2 separate regions of the Mus musculus genome follow, and region 2 is linked to region 1. The links are chromatin contacts, called in public promoter capture Hi-C maps. All regions are on one chromosome and are shown on one strand. Each heading gives the region's core, a stretch centred on a gene start, on an enhancer-like site or on the middle of the called end of the contact. The rest is flanking DNA. Distances are from core to core; before and after follow the strand shown. Region 1 overlaps Ahcyl1 (S-adenosylhomocysteine hydrolase-like 1). Region 2 holds the start of Tmem167b (transmembrane protein 167B).

What was found. Promoter capture Hi-C pulls out the DNA fragments that hold promoters and counts their contacts.
Region 2: a promoter capture Hi-C map of liver shows a contact between it and region 1, with 5 times the contacts expected there. The contact joins the promoter of Tmem167b here to the enhancer-like site in region 1. A contact is called at or near these places in 3 of 39 promoter capture datasets (liver and pre-B cells), 1 of 484 Hi-C or Micro-C datasets (CD8 T cells) and 2 of 115 datasets of contacts at active chromatin or transcription factors (craniofacial prominence and memory CD8 T cells).

What each region holds. Positions count from the first base shown.
Region 1 is chr3:107,687,099-107,692,428 of GRCm38.p6, forward strand. The region is part of intron 1 of Ahcyl1 (S-adenosylhomocysteine hydrolase-like 1); the gene reads right to left. Among named protein-coding and RNA genes, the nearest start is that of Gm52629, 5.2 kb to the left of the region's middle. Within about 2 kb of position 3,458, at least 63 of the 459 cell types and tissues checked have an H3K27ac peak or open chromatin away from gene starts, as enhancers often do. A contact at or near this core is called in liver, where this site is marked.
Region 2 is chr3:108,559,380-108,564,556 of GRCm38.p6, forward strand. Tmem167b (transmembrane protein 167B) reads right to left here and starts at 3,087. Exons shown (of 3, transcript NM_026198.2): 1 at 2,892-3,087; 2 at 808-939. The coding sequence starts at 2,901.

The DNA of each region.
Region 1 (5,330 bases), core at 2,208-4,707:
TGTGTGCAGGAGCACAAAGATCAAGTTCTCTTGCTAATATTGCACAGCATACCAAAATAAACATTAAATTTTGTTTTGCAAGAGCTATTTTCTCAACATGTAATACTACCATGATATTTGTAATTTAAACAATTTTCAATTTTTAAAAAACTCCTGATACACAAAGAACAATCCTCACAACATAGGGACTACTACATTAGAATTTTTATTTAAAGTTGATGAGGAAAGAAGTTTAAAAGCAACATGTACTAGCATATTAAACAATAAAATCATTAATATCAGGCTGGTGAAATGGCTCAGTGGAAAATGGTGAATGCTACCAAGTCTGACAGAGCAAAATTCAATCCTGGGACAAATATGGTAGACTTCTACATGCACACCTACCCGCATACATACAAAGAAATAAAATTTAATAAGCAATAAGATTCTAAATACCCAGATTTCCTTGACTTTTATACTTATATTGTCTGTCTCAAATTAATAGCTTATGGTTTACAAAACAATTTGTTATTTTCAAAAACTAGCATTATCTAAGGGCTGCATACAGAAACAGGATGGGGTAGCAGCTGGGGTTACGTGATTTGCTTAAGGCAACTTTGACACTGAAGTGTAAAAGAACAAAAACTAAACAAAAATCCCAAACAAGCCACAAGCTTAGTAGCATTTCTCCTTTTGGAACTAGGTGGGGAAAGCAGTCCCCTACTGTTTCAAGGGCCAGTCCACTCAAGATACTTTAATAAATTTCCTCATGCTGTGGTGACCCAATCATAAAATTATTTTCATTGCTACGTCATAACTGTAATTTTGCTACTATTATGAATCTTAATGTAAATATCTGATATGCAGGAAGGTCTTGGGCGACCCCTATAAAAGGGTTGTTGGACCCACAGGTTGAAAACTGAACCTTTTGGGGAGTACTTTCTGGGGAGCTGCTTTCAGCAACAAAATGGCTAGCACTGTGCTGAACTTCTCACAAAAGAGAACTGAGGAAATGGTTATGTTAACTGGCTTGATCATAGTCATTTCTTGACTGTGTACAAATAACACAGTATAACATTGTACCCTTTAAGTACATTTAATTTTTTCCCATTATATCTTTAAAAAGCTGAAAAAAATTAATGAAGAAAAATAAAAACTGGAGTATTAGGTTACAGGTTGAATAAAACTGTAAAATAGATTTTAAAAGCCCCAGGAAGTGAGGTTTAAAGTTCTTTGGTCATTTAAAAATATTTATGCTTATTTTTATTTTTCAGTGTATGAACAGATGTTGGCCTTGGATCCCTTGGAGCTGGAGTTACTGGCATTGTAAGCTGCCTGACTTAGGCGATAGGAATGAGACTCCAGTCCTCTGAAAAAGCAGGGAATGAATGCTTATAACTGCTGAGCCACCACTCCAGCCAGTAAGTAAAGATAACTGGTACATGATCATATCCTCTCAGTTTTAATGTATCACTAAGCAAACCATGAAATATCCTTATGCTAACAGCAGGCTTCCTGTTTTCCCACAAGAAAGCAGTTAGAACTGGAACCAGGTAGAGTCTCCTGACTTTTCTGGGGAGAGATGAGGTTCTGTTAATGGGACATGAGTCTCTATACAAAGTTAGCTTGGAACATTCTTATAATACTCCTTATTTGGCAGTCTTTCAGTATGGGCATGGAAAGTTCTCAAAACCTTAAATAATAATTCTCTAAGAACTTCCTTCAAGTAAAGGAACATTTGGGCTGTGGTGATCCTAAGGTCAGCTTAGAATCCAGCCTCAACTGAACCATCCACTTACTGAGTTCTTTTTCAGTACCCCGAAGGAGTTTCAGCCTTGCTCCTGCAGCACTCATCCTGAGGGAGGCCTGGCCATTCTTTCACATCAAACACCAGAGCCACATTAACACTGGCTTTAGCTGGTAACATGGCTCATCGGCTTCATCAACTTTCTAAGTTCTGTCTTTTCCTCCCTAGCATGTGTTTCTGATCTATTCTTTAGTTGAATTGTAACTCTTCAATAATTAACTATACTAAACTGTGCTTTTCTTCTGAGGTCAGAATTTTACCAAAATGTTTCTCAAAGTCTTTAAAATACTATTATTTTCAGTCTAAGAGTTTATAATATAAACTAACAAGTTTAAGCTCTCATATTCTGACTTGACCATCCAGAAACTAGAGGTAAGGGTATGTATAATGTGTTAGAATTATACTTAGCATTTCAAAAAGAATTTAGACTCAAGAAATGAAACTGGCTTAGAGAGGCCTGGTGTTCCCCATTTGTTCTATAGATACCCTCCAGTACTCTTACATAAATGGCCTTCCTATTTTGATAAAGACTGTTTAGGAGATAAAGTCCAAAGAATATAGCTCAGGGCTTTCTATGGCCCTAACATATCCTTAATTCTAGATAAGCAATCATTAGCTTAGGTCCAATGACAGGCTTCAGGTTAATTCCTTTGATTTACATTGTTTTATTTACTGTGTGTTCTCTCTCTCTCTCTCTCTCTCTCTCTCTCTCTCTCTCTTTCTTTCTCTCTCTCTCTGCACTCCTACCCCATATCTAATTTCAAAATAATTTCCAGCGCCTTGGTCATTCAAAATGCCAACCCATTCTCCACTAGCTGCCCTACCTTCAGGTCCTCTCCTACTGTGAATTAAGTATGTCTAATTTAGAGCCCTAATAATAAATAGTCTGAAAAAACTCCCTTTGTGACAAATATCTTTCACACTCCAACCTCACGAAAGGTACTGATTTAACAAGCAATCTAAGGAGGACCTGAAAAAGCAAACAATTACACTGAGTTTGCCATGCTTTTGACAAAGCACCTCAAAAAAATGCAGGAAATAAATGGGTTTAATAAGCTTTGCTCCGAATTAAAACAAGGGAAAGGAAGTGGAGAAGCTACTTTTAATACCAACTATACTTGTTAGTACAGGCATGCATGTGATGGATCCATAAAGGGTTAGGAGAACATGAGAGTCTATCTAAACAAGACAGAATGGTTTTTGTTTATTTATTTTTAAACATGGTTTAGTTCAAATTTAGCAAAAACTGGCAATATGCTCTCATTCCAATCATGCCCAGCTTTCAGCTAATCCCCTCCCTATGGAATCAGAAAAGAATGTGCATAATTATGAATCTCATATTCCCCAAATAGGAAAGCTCTAATTCCTGAATGAGAGGGCTAAGGTTAGTTTCATCAATCACCTATTCCCAATTACAGACCAGCAGACAGGGGCCTTCTCAGTACAAGTGTTTTCTATGTGCCCTTTAGAACCTGGAAGAGTCCTTTACCCCACTTACACTAAGAACCAAGTCTTTGTCAACCTTGATTTACTCCCAGCTGGCAAATAAGAACAGAAACCACCTCCAGAGTAATGCTTCCTCCTGGGAAATACTGGAGAAGGGGTGTAGTGAGGTCAGCCCCTCCAGGATTTGTTTTTTCTTGGACTTAGCCTACAGCTTATTACAGTGAGAACATGATGTCCCCGATCAACTTAGTCTCTTTCTGTTATAACCCTGAAGCAAACAGATTCTACAGCAGCTACAAGGCCGTTACCAAGGCCACTGTATTGATCAGTGTAATTAAAATTCACAATTCATCAAGTCCAGCACAACAAGCCAGCTGGGTCACTCTCTACATAACAAGCCAACACTGGGAATCTTCCTGTCTGGTACTGATGCTGGCACTAAAAACTCAAGTACTGAATTAGAAGTTGGAACCACCTGGACACGGACAGGAAACTGAATCTGTTACCAGAGTAACTGCATGTATCTGCCATTTCTATAAAGCACTTATTTCACTTTCCAAAACAGGGAATTTTGAAAGACTCCCTTTCCCCCAAATCTTGCCAAAGTCACACATTTTACATAAACATCACAAAGTTTAGTGCCAACGAGAACAGGAGCTCATGGTTAGGACAGCACTGGCTCATTCCCAGAAGACTGTAACTGTAAAGGTGTGTTTCAAGGACAAGTGCACATCAGACTGTTGGATGTCAAGTTCAGCTTTTGGTTCGGCTGAATGGACACCCAGCATCACACAGTATGAAAGATGGGAAACGGCTCAGCATTGCTAACAAGGCTGTTAACACTGTCAGAGCCCTAACATACATTCCAAATCCTGCTGCCCAACTTTTCATTATTCCTCAAACTTGCAACAACCTGGGGACAAAGTTTCTTAAATCTAAGATACCAGTTTCAACGTTGAGCAGAGAGAGGGTCCCCAGTGCTTAAAATGTTTGCTCCAACGGTGAGAATTTCAAACTGCATCCCTCATTACAGTAAGGATAGCTCTGAGCTGACTGCTTTATGTCTCCATACTACACAGCTAATGAGGAGGCCATGTAGTATGTATTCTTTCTCTTCCCTTCCCTTCCATTTCCTGTATTAGAAAGAGAGCTACTAAACTCTCATTATGTTCTCTCCTGCAGTCCCTAGCTACTGCCTTATCTTTCCATAAAAACAGCTCTGGCAATAAGAAAGGAAAGCAAGTCAGTCACTACGTGACTGGACCTTACTTTCTCCTGGGGACAATCACTTCACAGTAGTGACTCAATAAACGTTCATCAACAGTACTGTGTGTCAGACCTTATATGTCTGAAACAGTCCTCGACATCAATAAGCTCTACCTAGAGAAATCAAATGATAAAATCCATACTTTATCAGTTCAGTATCAAGAATAGTTTAAGACATACAGTTTCCTATGGAGAGAAATAGAGCTGAGAAAGTACTTACCCACAGTTGCTCAAAGTCTGGTTTCTGTGTATAAGTTTCTGAGTTATACTCTCAAGGCAATAACGAGCCACAAAGAGGAGGTTAACAATACCACCAGCCCCAGCTTTATTCCAAACCTCAAAGACAAAGTGCAAGCTAGAAACATTTTCTTTTAAAGCAGAATCTAGCTCTATAAAGAAAAGAGATACTATGCTTAGAAGCCTGTCAAATTACAGCAAGGGTTAGGGTCTATGAATGAGTTCCAGGCTGCCCTATCAAAGCCTATACAAGTAAATATGTATTTTTGTGCTCTTCTGATTTTTCCTAAGGACAGAAACTATGATTTCATGAAATTCTTCAAAGATTAAGGCTCAAAAGATTAAGAAGCATTATGCACAGTCTCTAATGCAGCAACTACCAAAGGCATTTCCTCAGGCCAAAGTAAGACCAATTCTAATTCTCTGCCTTCTACACATACTCTGTAGTCACCTTTTCTAGACTTAGAAACACTGATGAGGGTTTACATTCTCTAAATTCAAAATAAACTTCTACAACAAGATAACATTAACAATTTGGTTAAATGGTAACAAAGCAGTAAAAGAACTGCACAGAACCTAGGCTAAACGTTTAACA
Region 2 (5,177 bases), core at 1,837-4,336, 870 kb after region 1:
TTATATAGAATTCCTGATGAAGGTGCCCAAAATATAAGGTAAGGATCCAATGTGTTCTCTTAAAAACAAAAATAAGTGGAAAACTATTCTTCCTGCTAAGAGGAGTTTCAGGCCAGGCTAAAATGATCTAACTTGTAAAATATCTCCACCTCACCCCATGAGACCAAATATTGGCCAAGAACAAGCTCACTTCTTGGCTTCCCAAGTAGCTGGAACTACAAGCATGTGCCACACCTGGCATTGTTATGTGTCCATTATTTAATCCTAGAACACCAAAATTACCTAGAAAGTAAAACAAACAAGTATGCCTTAAGTAACGGCTAATTTAAAATTTACCTCTTCCCTCAACTTTATCTTATTAGCAGACCCTAAGCAAAGCACTTACCACATGATTGTGAGGACCTGAGTCAAAATCCCAGAAATCACGTAAAATATGGCTATTGTAATACAAACCTGTGCTCTCAGTACTTGTAGGCTAAGTAGGCAGGACAAGTTCCAGAAGCTCACAGCTCAGCTAGCCAAGTGTACACAGCAGCAACCACACAATTACAACACACCACAAACACACTCATATAGTAAACATGAGTCCAAATATCACCCTGGTCCTACGCCTTCTATTCTAGAACCACAAAAATCTTTAGCCAAGATTTTCAGATCTGCATCTGTTGGTAAAGCATATGTTCAGGCGGATCATAAACGTTAGTGGAAATTCCGAAAGTTAAATCTCATACGGCTACACTGTTGCTATACTCCGTTGCTGAGAAGTAGCTACGTATGTTCTCTCTCTGCATGCAGATAAGGCCTTACCTTTGTAGAATACACCCCACACTCCCTTCTTCTCCGACAGCAGCCAGGTTTTGAGACGAGGTACTTTCTTGAAGTAGGCACAGGTGCAAACAAAGAGCAAACCAAACACCAGGATCCCATCCAAGGAGTACACTGTCACAAAGAGAAGGAGAGAGAGTCTTTGATGCTGCTGTGCCTGAGGAGGTGATGCTGCCCAGACTGCAGTGCTGAGGCCACCTCAACGGCAGGGCCAACGGTAAACAGGAAGGGTCCATGATCTTGGCACTGTTTCCCCAACCTGCTTGTAAAAAGCCCCTTTATCACTCCACTCCCCCGCCCTCACTACAAACTAGAAGACACACGTGTATTTGTGTGGCACTCTTGGAAGTAACTGAGGCTAGTACTCGGCTAGTCCTCGGAGTCTGAGCATACAGATTTACATATGTTCTTGATATAAATCACTCATCTGATGCAGGAAAGCTCAGTCTTTAGCCAAGATTTTCAGATCTGCATCTGTTGGTAAAGCATATGTTACGGCGGACCATAAACGTTAGTGGAAATTCCAAGAGTTAAACCTCATATGGCTACACTTTTGCTATACTCCGTTGCTATTTCAAGTACAGTACAGTTAACAAATCATATTCTTGCCAGGACAAAAGATGGGCACAAAATGGAAGACAGGAAGCACTGGTGTCCATGAGGCAGAACGATGCACCCCTGGAACACTGGTGTTAGCTAAGTGCAGCCCAAGTTACAAAGGGGAAAGGGAGCCCATATCCTGCTTCTGCTCCACACAGCGTCCTGCTGTGTAGGCAGGGCTGGCCTTAAACTTGTGGTCTGCCTGCCTCCTCCTACTCAACGCTCGGCTTAGAGGCATGCCAAATACAACCTGCAAAGCCCACTCTCAAAACAACAAAACAAAAATGTATCTGATGCTTAGGTGACACAGAAAGCTCTTAGTTCTGCTTCTTACATGTGATACCCAGGTAAGCAAAATGAATTACATAAAGGCAGATTTTATTCAGTAATCAACTGTGCCAGAATATTTTATTTCCTAGTTTACACTATGTCTTCCTCCGTTCCTTCTTTAACTTTGTGTACTATGGTAAGACTGACTACCCAGAAAGCTTCAAATGGATATTATATACAATCAGGGTCTTTGTCGGTTCCCGCCAGTTCTGGACTATACTGACTTCTTCCAGTGAAACTATTTCACAGCTAGTTCCAGTATATCAGTCAGCTCACAGACAGTTTCTATGGATGCCTTTATGTCTTGCTCTTTTACTCCTATAAGTTAAGAGACAATGCCAAAATTCACAAGGAAATGACATTTCAGTCTTCAGTGTCACGTCTATGGAAGTCTATGAGAAATACTTTCCCGAGCCTCTCCAATCATAGTACCTAGAAAAGGCTTTCTTATTTCCGTTCCTGTAAGACTGACTATAAAGGTCTTAATTCATGCTCTAGAACCTGAAAATCATGACTATAAAATTGTTTGAAGCAATCTGGAAAAATTACAAGTGCTCCATCACTAATAAAAGGCGGCTTCTAAATCCACCCTTTGCGGTATTAGCCAGAAGCTCCAGATGGAGCCACCCAACTAGGACTTTAGTCAAACGAATGAAGGCTTTTTTTGGTGTCTTTTAAATTAACAAAATAAACAAACAAACAAAAAACTTTGGGGGTTGTCTACAATCACCTCCCCCGCAAACGGTGGGATTTGATACCATTACTAAGTCCTTTCAACCAGCTTACTGTCAGAAAGTATGAGACCTTAGGGAACTGGATAACAGCTTCTCTCCCCTGGGGACTAACAACATAATTCTATAGTGAACGACCTCCCCAGCGGCCAGAACCAACTTCTAGGAAAGAAAAGAGAGTAAAGGGTGATAACGAAAAGTCAGGTGTGGCACTAGGGTACCTTGATGGGCTTGAGAAAAGAGAAACTGCAAGGAGCATCCCAGACAGGAGTTAGGGGCTCCCCAAGGTCCAGGGGGGCCGGGCTGGGAGGGGGCGGGGGGAACGGCCACGTCAGTCTAGCCCCGCCCGCCACGTTTGGTCCCAGTCCTCTACCGCCACCCTCCGCTCGGGCCCCCAGCTCTCACCGTTCGTCATGGCGGTAGTGCCCGGCTGGGGTGAGGGGTCCGGGTTCAGCTGTGGCGGCTGCAAATGCGGGGGAACCCGGCTCCCACTTGACACTTCCCGATCCGGGCCGTGGTGACGGGGAACGAGCCGTAGTACGCAAGCGCGAGAGCCGAGCGAGAGAAACGCCGAACTCAATCAGGCATAATTAGCTGATCGTCGAGCCAAAGCCTCGCCCTGCCTGCGTAGCGTCTGCGTCCCTACGTAGTGGGAGGAGAGCGTGTTGGGCGAGGCTTCCTTTGTGGTCATGGCAACCGGAAGTCCGCCTGCTTGCTCCTGTCTAATTAGACCGACTGGACCCAGACAGTGTGTTTGAAAAATAAAGGCTGTAGGGATTGCTCTGTGACACATGTTCAGTGTGCCAGAACATGTCGTTCCCCGTTGTATCTACTTGAGAACAAAACTTAGGGTTCCAGTGATTCATGACCAAGAAACAAAAGAAAGCCATCCCGTTTCCTCCAACTTATTTAGGTGACAACTGGTAGTGAAATCAGGTACAGTTCCAAGAGAAAACACTTGGGAACCAGGCTATAATGCGAAGCAATTGCACGTAAGGTGGCGCACGTGTGTATACTACAGCAGGGTCACTGTATCTTACCATACCAAGCTGAAAACGTCACCACTGTCAGGATAGTTGGACCGTTCTTGGGGACACGGCTTGTTTGTTTTGTTTTGTTTTGTTTGTTTGTTTTGCTTCTATGCTCTGCAGCAGTAATATGTGCTGTAATATCTGAAACCCGACGAGAGTTTGAGTGCTGAGGGGGATACCACAGTAGTTGCTCGGACTCCTGGGACAGCCCTTGTTAGGTGGCTTCTTGCGGAAATCTAGCCAAGCTGCCTCTGACTTTCGTAAACGGAATAAGAAACTATAACAAAAGCCACATGCTTCCGATCCTAAAGCTTTCGGTTGTCAGAAGCATTCAGACAGCTTCCTGTTTGTTAGAATGACTTTCTTTTCCTTAAATTACCAGGATAGTTTCCTTTATCTGCAGAGTTTAAGTCATGCTGGCCTCACCTCTTCAGAAATGTACCCTGGCTTCTCTGAAGATGTTTTGACTAGATGATGACAGTCTAATGGTGGGCTGGCGTGCAGGGAACAAAGCTTTAGGTTCTGCTTTGTAAACTGGGACCTTCAATTATAGACAGCTGGGTCTGCTTTTCTAGAGTCTGACTGAAAGTGCTGCACTCAGAAACCTAAGAATTCTGTCCATTCCTGCTACAGTGCCATCTGCTGGCTGTGAACCGCCTGGTTACCTAGAACAAAACTGTCAGAAGACTTGGAATGGACAGTCAAGAGGAGGAAACCACTAGTAGAGTAGCCACAGTGTTTGATGTAGGAAAGAGTACTTGAGCCGGGCAGTGATGGCACACGCCTTTAATCCCAGCACTTGGGAGGCAGAGGCAGGCGGATTTCTGAGTTCGAGGCCAGCCTGGTCTACAGAGTGAGTTCCAGGACAGCTAGGGCTATACAGAGAAACCCTGTCTTGAAAAACCAGAAGAAGAAAAAAAAGAGTCATTGAAAAAAATATACTCAAATTAAGAAATTACAGCATCAAAAACCAAAAGATATATAGAAAAACCCTAACATAATCACTAATATAATCACTTGGATTACATATGTGTGTATACACACAGGACATTCCACAAAGCAAGACAGGACTGCAGAGATGGCTTAGTGGTTGACAGCATTTGCTTCTCTTGTTAAGACCTTCGTTAGGTTTCCAGCATCCAAGTGATGGCTCACAACGATATGTTCCTCTGGTTCCAGGAGATCCTGTTGTAGAAATAATAATAAAAATTGTTCCTCACACTTAGAGATGAAGGCAAAGATCTGTACTAAAGTGCCTGGCTGACTGTGGTTAATGCCTAAATTAGAGTCAGCCTTGACAGGATTGTACTAACTGGTAGCTTCAGTATGCTTGGCCCAGGGAGTGGCACTATTAGGAGGTGTGGCCTTGTTGGAGGAAGTGTGTTACTGTAGGGTGGGCTTTTAGACCCTTTCTCCTGGCTGTAGTCAGATCAAGATACAGAGCCCTCAGCTCCTCCAGAGCCATGCCTGCCTGGACAACTGCCATGCTTCCAACCATGATGATAGTGGACTGAACCTCTGAACCTCTAAGCCAGCACCTTTGTAAGAGTTGCCTTGGCCGTGGTGTCTCTTCACAGCAATGGAAACTCTAAGACACTAACTCATATACACATTGGCTTATACACTTCACAAGCATGCATTTCACAAACACTGTCATCTT